Regions from separate parts of the Mus musculus genome. Here all the other regions are linked to region 1. The links are chromatin contacts, called in public HiChIP or PLAC-seq and promoter capture Hi-C maps. All regions are on one chromosome and are shown on one strand. Each heading gives the region's core, a stretch centred on a gene start, on an enhancer-like site or on the middle of the called end of the contact. The rest is flanking DNA. Distances are from core to core; before and after follow the strand shown.

Evidence for each region. HiChIP or PLAC-seq counts read pairs in DNA pulled down with a chosen protein or histone mark. Capture Hi-C pulls out chosen DNA fragments and counts their contacts.
Region 2: a promoter capture Hi-C map of adipose tissue shows a contact between it and region 1. The contact joins the promoter of Atxn7 here to the promoter of Il3ra in region 1. A contact is called at or near these places in 1 of 484 Hi-C or Micro-C datasets (the G1E-ER4 cell line), 4 of 115 datasets of contacts at active chromatin or transcription factors (embryonic stem cells, extraembryonic endoderm stem cells, memory CD8 T cells and 1 more) and 2 of 9 other capture datasets (adipose tissue and liver).
Region 3: a contact with region 1 is called in an H3K27ac HiChIP or PLAC-seq map of acute myeloid leukemia, with 4 times the contacts expected there. The contact joins the enhancer-like site here to the promoter of Il3ra in region 1. A contact is called at or near these places in 1 of 484 Hi-C or Micro-C datasets (bone marrow-derived macrophages), 3 of 115 datasets of contacts at active chromatin or transcription factors (acute myeloid leukemia, bone marrow-derived macrophages and large pre-B cells) and 4 of 9 other capture datasets (adipose tissue, embryonic stem cells, liver and 1 more).

Annotation. Positions count from the first base shown.
Region 1 is chr14:14,343,453-14,348,222 of GRCm38.p6, forward strand. Il3ra (interleukin 3 receptor, alpha chain) reads left to right here and starts at 3,043. Exons shown (of 12, transcript NM_008369.1): 1 at 3,043-3,060; 2 at 3,558-3,736; 3 at 4,462-4,616. The coding sequence starts at 3,679.
Region 2 is chr14:14,008,872-14,013,772 of GRCm38.p6, forward strand. It overlaps Atxn7 (ataxin 7), which reads left to right and starts at 3,620. Exons shown (of 12, transcript NM_139227.4): 1 at 3,620-3,879; 2 at 4,202-4,498; 3 at 4,716-4,784. The coding sequence starts at 4,213.
Region 3 is chr14:14,798,763-14,803,802 of GRCm38.p6, forward strand. Slc4a7 (solute carrier family 4, sodium bicarbonate cotransporter, member 7) reads left to right here. Exons shown (of 26, transcript NM_001360504.1): 26 at 1-1,181. It also overlaps a transcript of Nek10 not described here. Among named protein-coding and RNA genes, the nearest start is that of Nek10, 20 kb to the right of the region's middle. Within about 2 kb of position 2,204, at least 42 of the 459 cell types and tissues checked have an H3K27ac peak or open chromatin away from gene starts, as enhancers often do. A contact at or near this core is called in acute myeloid leukemia and bone marrow-derived macrophages, where this site is marked.

The sequences.
Region 1 (4,770 bases), core at 1,793-4,292:
CTTACGTTTGCCTTTCGCCATCTGGTAATCTCTGGAGTTAGTTGTTATAGTTGTCTCTGGTTGAAGCTTGTTCCTCCTGTGATTCTGTTAGCCTCTGTCAGCTGACCTGGGAGACTAGCTCTCTCCTGAGTTTCAGTGGTCAGAGTACTCTCTGCAGGCAAGCTCTCCTCTTGCAGGGAAGGTGCACAGATATCTGGCATTCGGACCTGCCTCCTGGCAGAAGATGAAGGCCTGAAACAGGGCCTGTCCCAGAAGGTGTGTAGCTCTGTAGTCCGCACTCTCACCTGCATAGACTAGTCCCTGAGGGATCTGGGAACCAAGATGGCTCTCCCAGGTGCTCCGGCAAAGCCCTCCCAGGCAGGGCAGACACCTGTCCTCTTGCAGGGAAGGTATTGGATGTCTGGAGCCTGAAATGGGGTCTGCCCCAGAAGCTGTGTCACTTCTGCCTGTCCCAGAAGCTGTGTAGCTTCTGTAGTCTGCACTCTCACCTGAGCAGACTAGTCTTTAGGGATCCGGGAACCAAGATCCATCCCTTAGTTTCTTAGTCATCCCCAAGATCTAAACAACTTTAAAAGTCCCATAGTCTTTACATATTAAAAGTTCAATCCTTTAAAATATACAATATTTACTGGCTGGTTTTGTGTCAACTTGACACAGCAGGAGTTATCACAGAGAACAGAGCTTCAGTTGAGGAAATGCCTCCATGAGATACAACTGTAAGGCATTTTCTCAATTAGTGATCAAGGGGGAAAGGCCCCTTGTGGGTGGGACCATCTCTGGGCTGGTAGTCTTGGTTCTATAAGAGAGCAGGCTGAGCAAGCCAGGGGAAACAAGCCAGTAAGGAACATCCCTCCATGACCTCTGCATCATTTTCTGCTTCCTGACCTGCTAGAGTTCCAGTCCTGACTTCCTTGGTGATGAACAGTAATGTGGAAGTGTAAGCTGAATAAACGCTTTCCTCCCCAACTTGTTTCTTGGTCATGATGTTTGTGCAGAACAGAAACCCCGACTGAGACACAATATCTTTTAAAATCCAAAGTACTTCCTTCAAGAGCAAAAAATACCAGGGCACAGTCACAATCAAAAGCAAAATTTAATCTCCAATTGTCCAGTGTCTGGGATCCAACTCACGATCTTCTGGGCTCCTCCAAGGGCTTAGGTCACTTCTTCAGCCTTGCCCTTCTAGGCTCCAGCCGCCTGTACTCCACTGCTGCTGGTCTTGGTGGTCATCTCATGGTCCTAGAATCTCCAAAACACTGCATGATCTCTTCAGTCCTGGGGCGTCTTTTGCAACTGAGGCTGCACCTCACCAATGGCCTTCCATGGCCTCTCATGGTGCCAAGGCTCAGCTGCTTTGCGTGACCACTTCATTCCTTCAAAACCAGTACCACCTGAGTGACTCTTACACATTACTAAGTCCAGGTTCAGCACGAGGTACAACCTTGGCTATTTCTGGAACACAACCTCTGTGCTTTCAGAAAACACTTCCCAGAAGATGTCACCTCAACGATGCTGGTCTCTTCTTAATCACTGCTAATTTCTTAGCTCCAGCTAACCAGCATCAATAGTCCCAGTAATGCAAAATTTTTGCTTTAGTAGTTCTGGTATCTTGTTAATCACAGCTGATTCTTCAGCCGCAGCTAACCAGAACCACAGAATCTTCATAATGGTCCTGAAAAGAGTAACAATGGTCCTGAAAAGAGTCTTTAACTTTCCCTCTGAAATTTCACAAGCCAGGCCTCCATCGTCTGCACTGTTCTCATCATTATCTAACATCCCACAGAGCTGTTAACACGGAATGCATCTTCTGGCCTGAAGCTCCAAAGTCTGTCCTGGTCCTCCCACACAACCAGGCTGTCACAGGCATAGTCGTCCCCACAGGGCCAGGCTGTCATGGGGATGAAGACCCCACTGTGCTGGTACCCGTCTGTCTTAGCGTCTGTCTTACCTGCTGAGCCACCGACCGTTCGTCCATCCAGCCTCTCCCTCTCCCCCTCCCCCCAACCCCACCCCACCCCACCCCACCTCACTCCACCCCAGGTTCATTTTTAAGGCAGAGCTGTGAGGATCAGCAAAGGGCTACTTTCAGCGGACGCACGCGTCGTCCTGCAGGGGGCACCAACCCCGGGACTCGGATCAGGAAAGGTCACGTGACGCGGTGGCCAGGATGGCGGCAACAGCAGCTTCACTGCAGCACAGGACAAATTCTGCGCCTCTGCCCCGCCCCCTGCGTCTCCGCTGCGCGCGCGCCCCCGCATTAACAAAAACGGAAACGGAAATAAGGCGGCCTGTGAGGCATCCCCGGCCTATCCTGACCCTGCGGTCACTATGGAGGGGGCGGTGTGCAAAGCTCTGTGCGCGTGGGCCGGGTGGGGCGGCCTCCTAAGCACAGCTGTGACGTCCGCTGTGAGCTCTGCTCTCACAGAGTGTGTGGGGGGGGGGGGGGATGAAGACAGGGCAGGGTCCGCTCACAAGTTAAGTTCCGTGGGTCTCAATGGGATGCCTTCAGGCATGAGGCAGAGCTGAGGCAGGAGGATGGCAGGTAGTGAACAACCGCTACAAAGCAGGGGTATGATGGCAGCTGTCAGTGACTGCGGGTGTGAGTGAGGCAGGGGGATTCCCGTGAGTAACGAAAGAGCTGAGGCAGGGGGATGACTGCGAGTACAGTTGCAACGGATGACAGGAGAGCGACTTCCTGTCTGCGGCAGGACGTCACGCCCGCTCGCCCGTGACTGACGGGAACGACTTCCAGTTTCATTTTTTTTTTTTAATAAACGAACGCGATGACGCGGCCGGCGTGGCCGTGGCCGCCCATCACCCGCAATCGCGGTCATCCTCCCGCCTCAGCTCCGTCCATCCCTCCCGCGTGACTCCCGAGGCCCCGCCCCGCCCCCACTATCTCAGGAAGTTGCTCAATCTCGGGACCATGGGCGCGGTCGGGGCGGGGCGGGGCCTCTGGGGTCACGGGCAGGGTCGCAGTCCTCTGCCCTGTAAGCAGTTCCGACCCCCAGACCCCCGAGGACAGGAACGGACGCCGCCAGCGCCGTGGGCGCCACTCAGGTCCGGTCCGCGGGGTGGGCGGGGGTGGGCGGGGTCAGGGGGCGGGGCCTCGGCGGTCATCCCCCTGCCTCCGTCCTTCCTTCTGCTCACTGCCATCATTCCTGGCCTCAGATCCTCACTCACAGGCATTCCCCAGCCGTCGCTCCCTCCCTCTCTGCTTTTCTGTGTCCATCGTGATTATCCCCCTGCCTCAGAAACTAACTCGTGGTCATCCCCCTGCCTCACACTGTTTACTCGCGGGCGTCTCCCTGACTCCGTCCCTCCTTCCGCTCACTTGCCAGCATCCTCCAGCCTCCGTTTCTGCTTCCGGTCACCGCTGCCATCCCTCTGCCTTGTCATCTGCACTGATGGACATGCTCCTGCCTCATGCTGTTCACTCCTGGGCATACCCATACCCCTGCCTCGCGATGTGACACTGGGGACAGTGAAGCTGAGGCAGGGGGATAACCGCGAGTGAGCAGCTGAGGCAGGGGAATGACCGCAATGGACCATGACAGGAACCAGAAGCATCGTGAAGGGGTCGGGATCAGGAGGTGGAGTCCGCTTGCGCCCCGGCCCCGCCCCTCACGCCCCGGCCCCGCCCCCAGGCCTCCGAGGCTCCAGCCCCGCCCTCCTATCATGGCCGCCAACCTGTGGCTCATCCTGGGGCTCCTGGCATCCCACTCTTCAGATCTGGGTAGGTGTCTTCATGGGGCAGGGCCTATGCTCGGGCCACGCCCCCCACTTCCTGTCGGTCGGGGCCCCACCCCCGGGTGTCTCACAAGACTCAGGCCCAGCCCCCTGGCGAAGGATGGTGTCACCTGTCAGTCACCCAATGCCCCATCCACCCGGTTCCTGTCCTGTTCTGTGACTTCATCCAGGTGTCAATCAGAGCTCTGGTCCCACCCCTTTGCTTCCTCTCCCAAACCTTACTTCCTGTCACGAAGGATGATGTCATTCTCACCCCCAGATGTCAATCAAAACCCAAATCCCGCCCCCTAAGCTCTTCCCTTCTTGTTGGCCTGTCCCAGCTCCGGGTGTCAATCTCAGCTCAAGCCCTGCCCACTAACTTCCTGTCATGGCGAATGAAGTCATCTCTGCACCCCCCCTTGTCAATCAAGGCTCAGGCCACGCCCACTGATGGTGGATGCCATCATCATCCTGGTCGAAGACATCACTAAGAGAGGCCCCGCCCCATCGCTTTCTGTCATAGGGGACCAATGATGTCACCTAGGGACATGTCACTTGCCTCTCATGTCATCTGGGTGTCAATCAAAGCCTAAGTCCCGCCCACTTCCTTTCTTTTCCACCCCCTCACTTCCTGTCACGGAGAATGGTGTCAATCAAAGCCCAGGCACCTCCCACAACTGTGGATGATGTCACCTGTCACTCAAGCCCCACCCCACCTCCCCTTGACAACAGCTGCGGTCCGTGAGGCTCCACCCACTGCTGTGACCACGCCCATCCAGAACCTGCATATCGACCCCGCCCACTACACACTGAGCTGGGACCCCGCCCCCGGCGCTGACATCACGACAGGGGCTTTTTGCAGGAAGGGCAGGGACATCTTTGTCTGGGTGAGGGGCAAGCCCTGGTTGGTGGGCGGAGTTGGCTGTCAGTCATCCAGGGTGTGGGGCTTGGGTGGGTAGGGATCTCCACACTGTCCGTCATCCTGGCCATGCCCACTTTCTGCTGTGAGTCACTCTAGGCCCCACCCACCAGTCACTTCCT
Region 2 (4,901 bases), core at 2,370-4,869, 330 kb before region 1:
GTGCGCCACCACTGCCCAGCTGATTTTTTTTTTTTTTAACCCTGGTGACTGGTAGAGTGCCTTACATAGAATATGCAGTCAGGAACTGCTTGGTAAATTGCAGCTTTCTTATTCAAGCATTACAAGATATCTATTATTTTTTAAAATATACATATTAAGTATATATATATATATTTTTAAAGATTTTATTTAATTTAATTATATTAGTACAATGTCATGTCTTCAGACACACCAGAAGAGGGCATTGGATCCCATTACAGATGGTTGTAATCTACCATGTGGTTGCTGGGAATTGGACTCAGAACCTCTGGAAGAGCAGCCAGTGCTCTTAACCTCTGAGCCATCTCTCCAGCCCCAAGATATCTATTATTTAAAGTATCAACAGGTATTGACATATTGAAGTATTAATTCTATATAAGACATACTAACTAGCATATTATAACTATATTAAATGTGTATAAGTTGTATGGCCCATTCTCTTTATAGTTTGGAGGGGGTATGGAGGATGGAATATTTATAAACAAGGTCATTAGTTTCTTTCCTGACAGGAAAAACTAAGTATTTGGATTTCTGTTTTATTATTGTTCACAAACAATGTTCTTTGTATAAGGAATACTTTTAAAAGGTTGCCAACATTTGAATAGCAGACACACTTTCTTTCTTTTGCTTCTATTGGTAACTCCTTCAAACTACTAATTAGGAGTCCTAAAACAACTGCAGATAATACTAGAATCTGTCATTTTTATAAACTAGTAGGACTTTTGATGGGTGGTAAAGACAAAGAGGACCTGGCTGGGAAGTGCCGGGATCTGCTTTCCTCCGCATCATCTTTAACTTGGTAGTAAATGTCATGATATGCAATGCTACAGATACTCTTGCATTCAGGGTTTGAGTTGCTCAGTCTGATGCAAGTCAGAATAATAACTTAGTCTTGGTACCAAGTGCTTTCAAAGGATCGTTTCCTGTAGTCCTTAGAAGCCTGGCCTTATCTCCATTTTACAGATTAGGGTATTGACATATTAGGAAACTGGTAACGTGCCCAAGGTTGCTTACTTGTAAGTGGACGAGCTCCTTCTCAATCTAGCAAAAAGAGGCTGGCGTTGGAGCCCCACCTCCCTTTCTTGTTACTTGTTTTGTTTTCATTTCGTTTTGTTTGTTTTTTGACAAGTTCTCTCTGTTATGTAGCTTTGGCTGCTCTGGAGATCACTCTATAATCTGATTTTGAACTCACAGCGAGCCACATGCCTCTGCCTCGCCAGTACTGGGATTAAAGGTGTATGCCACCACTTAGCCTCTTTGTCAGTTATAAATAGTTCAACGTGGACTGTATAAAATGGTTAATATTAAAACAGTGTGCTAAAGTACCTAGTGGCATGTCCCTTGTACCTTGGTGCTCAATAGGTATTATTGATGTGTTTTAGTAACTATCGTGATGCTGAGATCTTGTATTTATAATTTTAAGACCTGTTCTTAGTATACGAGATAAAAAACTTTGAAAATGAAAGAATTATCAAGCAGAAATCAAATTGCCATATTGATCTTTATTGGTTAGAAGTTCCATTAGTGTTGTGAAGGCAGAAGGATCAAGCAATGAATTGTGAAAGCAGTATCTTTAGGAAGTGAGGTCAAGCTTCATGTTCTCTATTCTCACTTTTCTTTCTTTCTCAACCTATCTGTCCAGCAATCAGAATGTTTGTACTCAGGATACAATCTCCCAAGTGTGGTACCTAAGTGCTTTTGTTTTGAGTATCCAATAGCTATGGTCTTGGTATCTCATCGATAGTGCTTCTATCTAAGCTCTACATTAAGTTAGCAATTCCAAGGACCAGTAGAATTCATATTTTAATTTATCACAAATGTAGAATTACAAAATCCAAACTAATAAATAAGTCATATATATTACATCTTGGGAAACATTTATGCAAATGTTTCAATGAATCTAGATTAATGAAAAATTTGAAAACCTGCATTGGAGACACACAAGCTATGTTAGTAATGGTAATATGTATTCTAACCTTGCTCATTATTACAGAAATTATTTTTTAGATTTAAAAATCTTAAATTTAAAAGTCATCTCTTGATATTCCATGACTCCCACAGAATCCCAAATTGACAGATGCTCAGATCCCTTCTATAAAATGACACAAAACCTATACACCATCTCTCAGTCTACAGCACATCACCTCGGGATTACTTACAGTACTTACATAAAATGTAGATTCTATGTAAATAGTTGTTACATTGTATTTAGATAAATTTTAAAAAATATGTAACTGCCCTGCATGGATACAGTATTTATTTATTTTTATTTATTTATTTATTTATTTATTTATTTAATTTTTTGGGTTTTTCGAGACAGGGTTTCTCTGTATAGCCCTGGATGTCCTGGAACTCACTCTGTAGACCAGGCTGGCCTTGAACTCAGAAATCCGCCTGCCTCTGCCTCCCAAGTGCTGGGATTAAAGATGTGTGCCACCATGCCAGGCTCAGTTTTTAAATTAAGGAAAATATATTCCAAACTTCAGTTAGTTGAATCTGTATGTAGGTGTATAGCCTGAGTGTTCAAAAAGCAACTGTCCTTTGATAAACACTCAGCAGATTCCTTTTTGGATTTCTTGGTGTGCAATCCAGTGGGGGGGGGGGACCCTATAGACACATTTCTAAATGTGTCTCACAGAAATTGTGTTTCTGCTTTATTTATTTAAGACAAGCTCTTACTGTGTTTCTCAGTCTCACCTGTATTACGATGCTGCACACTTGCTTCAGCCTCCCAAACACTGGGGACTCTGGGTGCATACCACACCCAGCTCAAGCTTTTAAACTTGCACCTATGTCAAACCCCTTCTCCAAGTCCTGGCTTTAATATATTATGGAAACATTTTCATATGCACTTTTGCGTTCATTTTAACATTTGAAAGGTTTTTTGTACTTCAACAGAGATGTTGGTCACATCTGTCTTACTAAATATTTGCCCCCCCCCCCAAAGCCAACAGATAATAGCAGCAAGTCGAGAAAGCTCACCTCTTCATACAGTCCCAGAAGGCACCTGTAAGCCTGAGGCTCTGAGCAGGCTAAAAAGATGCTGCTTTACTGAAATGAGATAACAGCTTAATAGGAACTAAAGGCACCCTGTGGTGGTCCACTCCTGTGCTTTACTTGTTTGATGGTCGGGGAGGGGGTGACTGTATGTGCTAGTGCTTATTAATTTGTGATCCAAATCTGACGAACGTCTGGTATATTCCTTAAGCCATGGGGGTCTCATCGGATTCTAGGAAAGACAGCCATAAATAGTGAGAGACTAACAACCCAACTTTAAAGTGATACACTGATTTTGTAGCTTCCTTCTTGCTGGAGAAGAAATTCAAGTTCGCAGGACACAGTGTGACCTTCAGTTGTGGGCACTCAAGTGCACGTTCCTGGCTGGCCAAGCAGCAGGGGCTCGATGCGGACGCCTGGGCTAACACCTGGGCGGCATTTTCACACCTGCCACTGGCAGCTTTGGTTTCTGGGCGTCCGCACAGTGGCTGCTTCCCATTCATGCTCCAGCTACTGTGCAGCCTCCCGCGAGCCCAGAGCGAATTGCTGGTGCCCGGGGCTCCGGAGGGAGGGCCTGGGCGACGCTTTCGTTACTGCGCCGGGGCCGACCGGCAGGCTCTTCCATAGGTGGCTGCGTTTCCGACTTCGCCCTGGCTCCACTCCGGGGGCTTGACGTGCAAACTTCGCCGGAGCGAGCAGAGAGGGAGGGACCGGCGAGGGGGAGGAGGCGACAGGAGGCGCCTCCGCTTAAGGGAGCCGGCCGGGCGCCGCCGCTCGGACGGACGCGCGGACGGAAGGAAGGAGCGGGGCTGCCGGCTGGGCCGGGATGCGAGCGCCCGCAGGGTGGGCAGCCGCGGGCCGGGGCGCAGGCAGGCCTGAGGTCGCGGCAGTTCGGCTCCGGGCGCTGGCCTCCCGAGCCGGGCCCGGCAGGGCGGCCAGCGCCGCAGTGGCAGCCGCAGCCGGCGCCCTACGAGGGCCGCGGGAGGCGAAAGCGAAAGCCGGTGGCGCCGCGGACTTTGCGCCCGGGCGGGGAGGCGGGCGGCGGCAGGGGCCGGGGGCTGACAGCACCGCGGGCCTGCGGGCCGCGCACGCCGCCGGAACTCCGCGGAGCCTCCTTAAAAGCGGCCCCCGCGCCACTCTTTTCCCCCTTTTTGTTACATTGTAGGAGCGGAAAGAATGTCGGAGCGGGCCGCGGATGACGTCAGGGGGGAGCCGCGCCGCGCGGCGGGCGGAGCAGCGGCCGCCCGGCAGCAGCAGCAGCAGCCACAGCCTCTGCAGCCCCAGCGGCAGCACCCGCCGCTGCGGCGCCCACGGGCGGAGGACGGCGGCACCGGGGACACCACCACCTCGGCCGCCGCCATGGCGACGGTTGGGGAGCGCAGGCCCTTGCCCAGTCCCGAAGCGATGCTGGGACAGTCGTGGAATCTGTGGGTGGAAGCTTCCAAACTTCCTGGGAAGGATGGTGAGTGTCCACGCCTCCTGGTTCCCCCCGCCCCCCCGCCCCCCTCCTCTGGCCCCGATCCCCTCCCCCGCGCCGTGTCCTGTGGCCGCCCCCACGGGGGTCAGAGATGCTATCTTCTGCTGGGTGCCCACACCTACCCGGAGCGTGCGTGAGCGTGCGTCACACTCCTAGCCACTGACCTGCCTCTCCCCTCCTCCTGTGTGTGTATATCTCCTAGGGACCGAATTGGATGAAAGTTTCAAGGAGTTTGGGAAAAACCGCGAAGTCATGGGGCTCTGCCGGGAAGGTGAGTCCAGCCCCCCTGGTGGAGTTTGTACCCAACCTTGGGGAAGTTTTCTTGTTGCTTCAGCCCACCTTCCCTGCTTGCCACATTGAGGTCTCTGCTGAAGAGGATGGAAGAGGG
Region 3 (5,040 bases), core at 954-3,453, 450 kb after region 1:
TTTAATAATATTAGATATGCAAAAGTTAAAGTACAAGGTCTTTAAAATATTGTGTGAGTGTTTGTGTATGTGTATGAAATCACTCTTAACTCTCTTAACTTTTTTAAAACTCGTGGCATACCAATGTTCAGATTTGCCAAGCTTTCTCTAAGACATGTAGGATGAAATGTTTTTGTGTGTTAATGCATGTATTTATAAAGATTTGTTTACTGCTGAGAATCACTAACTCTTGTTTTCATCCCCAAAGTGTTTGTTTCTTCCACATGCTGGAAGGCTTGGCTTGAGTATACGCTTTCTGGCTTTCCTTTCACAAAGGCACGTTCAAAATTGTTCAGAAAGAAGAATGGTCTCTGACAGTGAGGTGTGATGCCAGAGCTTTCTGAAGTTTGAGCAGTGTGTGCAGCTCTGCATGTGTGTCCTGACAGAGTCAGATATGTGAGCCATTAAAAGAACATTGTAATTCAGAGTGTTTATTTAAGTAACTTACATGTCTGAAATTTATTTATGTAGATTCCATCATTGTTATCATTTGTAGTGCAAATACATGAACTGTCTTCATTTAGTCCCAACAATTATTTATTTTTAGAAAGTAAATTTAAAGCCAAGCTGCATTCAACTTTTAAAATAGTGTTCTAATCATAAGATGTGATCATTGTAAGGTCTCTTTTAACTTTCTGGAAAGTAAATGGTCAAAAGGAATCACATAAAGATTGTTTTACATTTTTAACCTGTATGTACTTAGAGGGTAAGCCCCAGTTCTCTGGTTTCTAATCATTTTTTGCACATTGATTGTTTCTGTTCTGTAGCTTTTCTTTTGCTCCTTTGGTTTTGGCTTTGTAGGGGTAAGGTGTCTTCCAATGTTTACTATGTTAGGCTTAAATTAAATTTTAAATTTATTGTCCATTTATATAATATTTGATACCTTGGTGTAACTTCTCAATACAATTACAATTTTTATGACATTTATAATTGCGATGGTATTTTCTTTTATAATAAAATCCAAAGTCAATTAAACAAATTGTAGACCTGATATTTTTCATCTATATGAAGTACAAGTCTCTACCTGAGTCTATAATGTGAACCATCCTGCCTTTCACATTTGTTTCCTAATTGTTAGAGAAAACTATTTTCTGTAGATGTTATTGTAAGTTGAAAGAGCAATAAAAGTCTACATATCACGGCCTTGGCTGTTGTTTTTTACCTTGTTGTTAGGAGTGCTGCAAATGTTTTTTGTTTAAGCTGAGGCTGGAGAACGGAAAGTGAGTGGCTTCTGCCTCCTGCACCCAGCTCTTGTGTAAGAGGGGGAAGAGAGAGAGGCCGGGAAGGGAGGGAGGAAGGGGGGGGAAGAGAAGAAAAAAATGTTTTTTATAGTTGGGAAATGTTGAAGGTAATGTTTATTTTAAATGCCGGTCCAACTTTGCTTTCTGTTTTAAACGTAGAAACTTTACCCTGTGGTGTGTTAACATTTTCTTGATAACACTCATCTCTCTGCTCAAGGCCCGTTTTTCTTGACTAATTTTATTTTGACTTGGATTGACTTCGCTCCTGTTTTTCATATGAAGAACTTCTTGTGTCTCATTGTAAAATTGTTAAGCCATGGGGTGAGATGAAGAACAATATAGCTTTGGAAAGTTCAGTTACACTTGGGAGAGGTAGTTTACACTTGCCACACATAGGACTATTGTGACTGTTGTTTACCAGGAGGGGGATCCTTCGCTTAGGGCTGTTTCTTGTGGTAGTGCTTACTGCCTCCCTGATCTACGGTGAGTTCTCTTGTCAGTCTTGTCTTTCTCATTTCCAGTGCTTGCAAAACAGTTTGTGCTTCTGCTTTTTCCCTCCATGGCCCACGTAAAGGTCTTCATTGACTAACTGCATTCTGACCTCTGCAAATGTTTTCAACCACTGAGCCTACTCTCCAGTCTTTTCTTACTTTATGCTATTCTTAGGACTCAATGCATTTTACTTGGCGTAGTTTAGACATTCATTTCAAGATAGTAAAGGAAAGAAACAACAACATAAAATGGGTAAGTCTCCTAGGATTGAACTGTATTACAAGATAATGAAGCATGGCTCAGCCCCCATAGTTACCCTTACAGTGGAGCGTCTGTGGGGTCATGGATGCTTAGTGCACAGTGCATGCTGGAGCCTTATGTTTGGAGTAACCATCTGTCATCCAGAGCCAGGGTGTCATACTGCCTTATGGAGCAAAAGAAAGCAAAGTATTACACTTAGTTTATGGAGAAGTAGAAAATAGGAAGCACATTTGATATCCTACAGAAGACAAAGTCAATCTTCAGCTTCTCACAGTGACTTCCTGCTTGGTAGTTAGGGTTTACAAAAATACTTTGTATGCTACTCCATGACTTCTTTGGCTGTTAGTCGGAAGCAACAGCCTTGAGGTTTTATGTTCTGAAGTTCAGTGCTGTGCTTCATTTCCGGTATACAACTGTACTTTTAAATTCTTACTTGATTTTTGTCCTGGTTTAATTTTTTTAAATATTTTATTAGGTATTTTCCTCATTTACATTTCCAATGCTATCCCAAAAGTCCCCCATACCCTCCCCCCCCCCACTCCCCTACCCACCCACTCCCACTTTTTGTCCCTGGTGTTCCCCTGTACTGGGGCATATAAAGTTTGCAAGTCCAATGTGCCTCTCTTTCCAGTGATGGCCGACTAGGCCATCTTTTGATATATACGCAGCTAGAATCAAGAGCTCCTGTGTACTGGGTAGTTCATAATGTTGTTCCACCTATAGGGTTGCAGATCCCTTTAGCTCCTTGGGTACTTTCTCTAGCTCCTCCATTGGGGGCCCTGTGATCTATCCAATAGCTGACTGTGAGCATCCACTTCTGTATTTGCTAGGCCCCTGCATAGTCTCACAAGAGAGAGCTATATCTGGGTCCTTTCAGCAAAATCTTGCTAGTGTATGCAATGGTGTTGGAAGCTGATTGTGGGATGGATCCCCGGATATGGCAGTCTCTAGATGGTCCATCCTTTTGTCACAGCCCCTAACTTTGTCTCTGTAACTCCTTCCAAGGGTGTTTTGTTCCCAATTCTAAGAAGGGGCAGTGTCCACACTTTGGTCTTCCTTCTTCTTGAGTTTCATGCGTTTAGCAAATTGTATCTTATATCTTGGGTATCCTAAGTTTCTGGGCTAATATCCACTTATCAGTACATATTGTGTGAATTCCTTTGTGATTGGGTTACCTCACTCAGGATGATGCCCTCCAGGTCCATCCATTTGCCTAGGAATTTCATAAATTCATTCTTTTTAATAGCTGAGTAGTACTCCATTGTGTAAATGTACCACATTTTCTGTATCATTCCTTTGTTGAGGGGCATCTGGGTTCTTTCCAGCTTCTGGCTATTATAAATAAGGCTGCTATGAACATAATGGAGCAGGTGTCCTTCTTACCTATTGGGACATCTTCTGGATACATGCCCAGGAGAGGTATTGCAGGATCCTCCGGTAGTACTATGTCCAATTTTCTGAGGAACCGCCAAACTGATTTCCAGAGTGGTTGTACAAGCTTGTAATCCCACCAACAATGGAGGAGTGTTCCTCTTTCTCCACATCCTGGACAGCATCTGCTGTCACTTGAATTTTTGATCTTAGCCATTCTGACTGGTATGAGGTGGAATCTCAGGGTTGTTTTGATTAGCATTTCCCTGATGATTAAGGATGTTGAACATTTTTTCAGGTGCTTCTCTGCCATTCGGTATTCCTCAGGTGAGAATTCTTTGTTTAGCTCTGAGCCCTATTTTTTAATGGGGTTAATTGATTTTCTGTAGTCCACCTTCTTGAGTTCTTTATATATATTGGATATTAGTCCCTGCTGATTTAATTTTTTGAGGTACTATTTCATGTAGTCCAGGCTAGCTTTGAATTCCTGGCCCTCTTGCTTCTGCTGAGATACCCTAGCAGGTATCCTAGAGACTCTTGACTAAATCAAAAACTTTATTTTACCTTTTGTAAACCAACTGTGGCTATTTAACAACTGCTACCTTCACTCTGATTAACTACATAAAACCTGCTTAAGTATTATACATACTTAGGTCGGTAGGGCCCTGTGCCCAAGGGTGTTGTCAATATCACAGCCTTGGGTTTTATCTCTACAGAGCCAGTGGTCCTGCCCTCTCTCCTTCACTTACTAGTTGCCAGGCTGCTTAGGTCATTCTCATTTACAGCTCTAGAATGAAAATTAGACAATGTGAAGAGCAAGTGAGATGACATCGTTAGGATTTGTGCTCACCAAAAAACTGACCACTGAGTTAATTTGGTACTTTTAAAGGCTCCATGTTGTGCCTTTTAAAAAGGCAATTTTAATGTGAATTGAATTTTCTTTTCTTTTTCCTTCCTTCCTTCCTTCCTTCCTTCCTTCCTTCCTCCCTCTCTCTCTCTCTCTCTCTCTCTCTCTCTCTCTCTCTCTCTCTCCCTCTCTCTCTCTCTCTCTCTCTCTCTCTCTCTCTCTCTGTCTCTCTCTTTCTTTTATGCAGACTTTCTGGAAAATGTGTCACTTTGCAAAGCTACAAAATGATCTTGCCCCTAATGGAGGAGCTAGAGAAATTACCCAAGGAGCTAAAGGGAACTGCAACCCTATAGGTGGAACAACAATATGAACTAACCAGTACCCGGGAGCTCTTGTCTTTAGCTGCATATGTATCAAAAGATGGCCTAGTCGGCCATCACTGCAAAAAGAGGCCCATTGGACTTGCAAACTTTGTATGCCCCAGTACAGGGGAAAGCCAGGGCCAAAAAGGGGGTGTGGGTGGGTAGGGGATTGGGGGGGGGGGTATGGGGGACCTTTGGGATAGCATTGAAAATGTAAACGAGGAAAATACCTAATTAAAAAAAATGATCTTGTTCAGGAGTCTGCTAGAGAGCCCTCTCAGCATTTTCTGTCTGAGATGTGCTGTAGCAATTTGTAATGATTTTGTGCCATCTAAAACACTAAGCAGGCTGTCTTGGAATTCGTGGCCTGCCTCCCAACCCCCACCCCCCAAAAAATTTGAGGCCCTTCATAACCCCAAAACAAGAA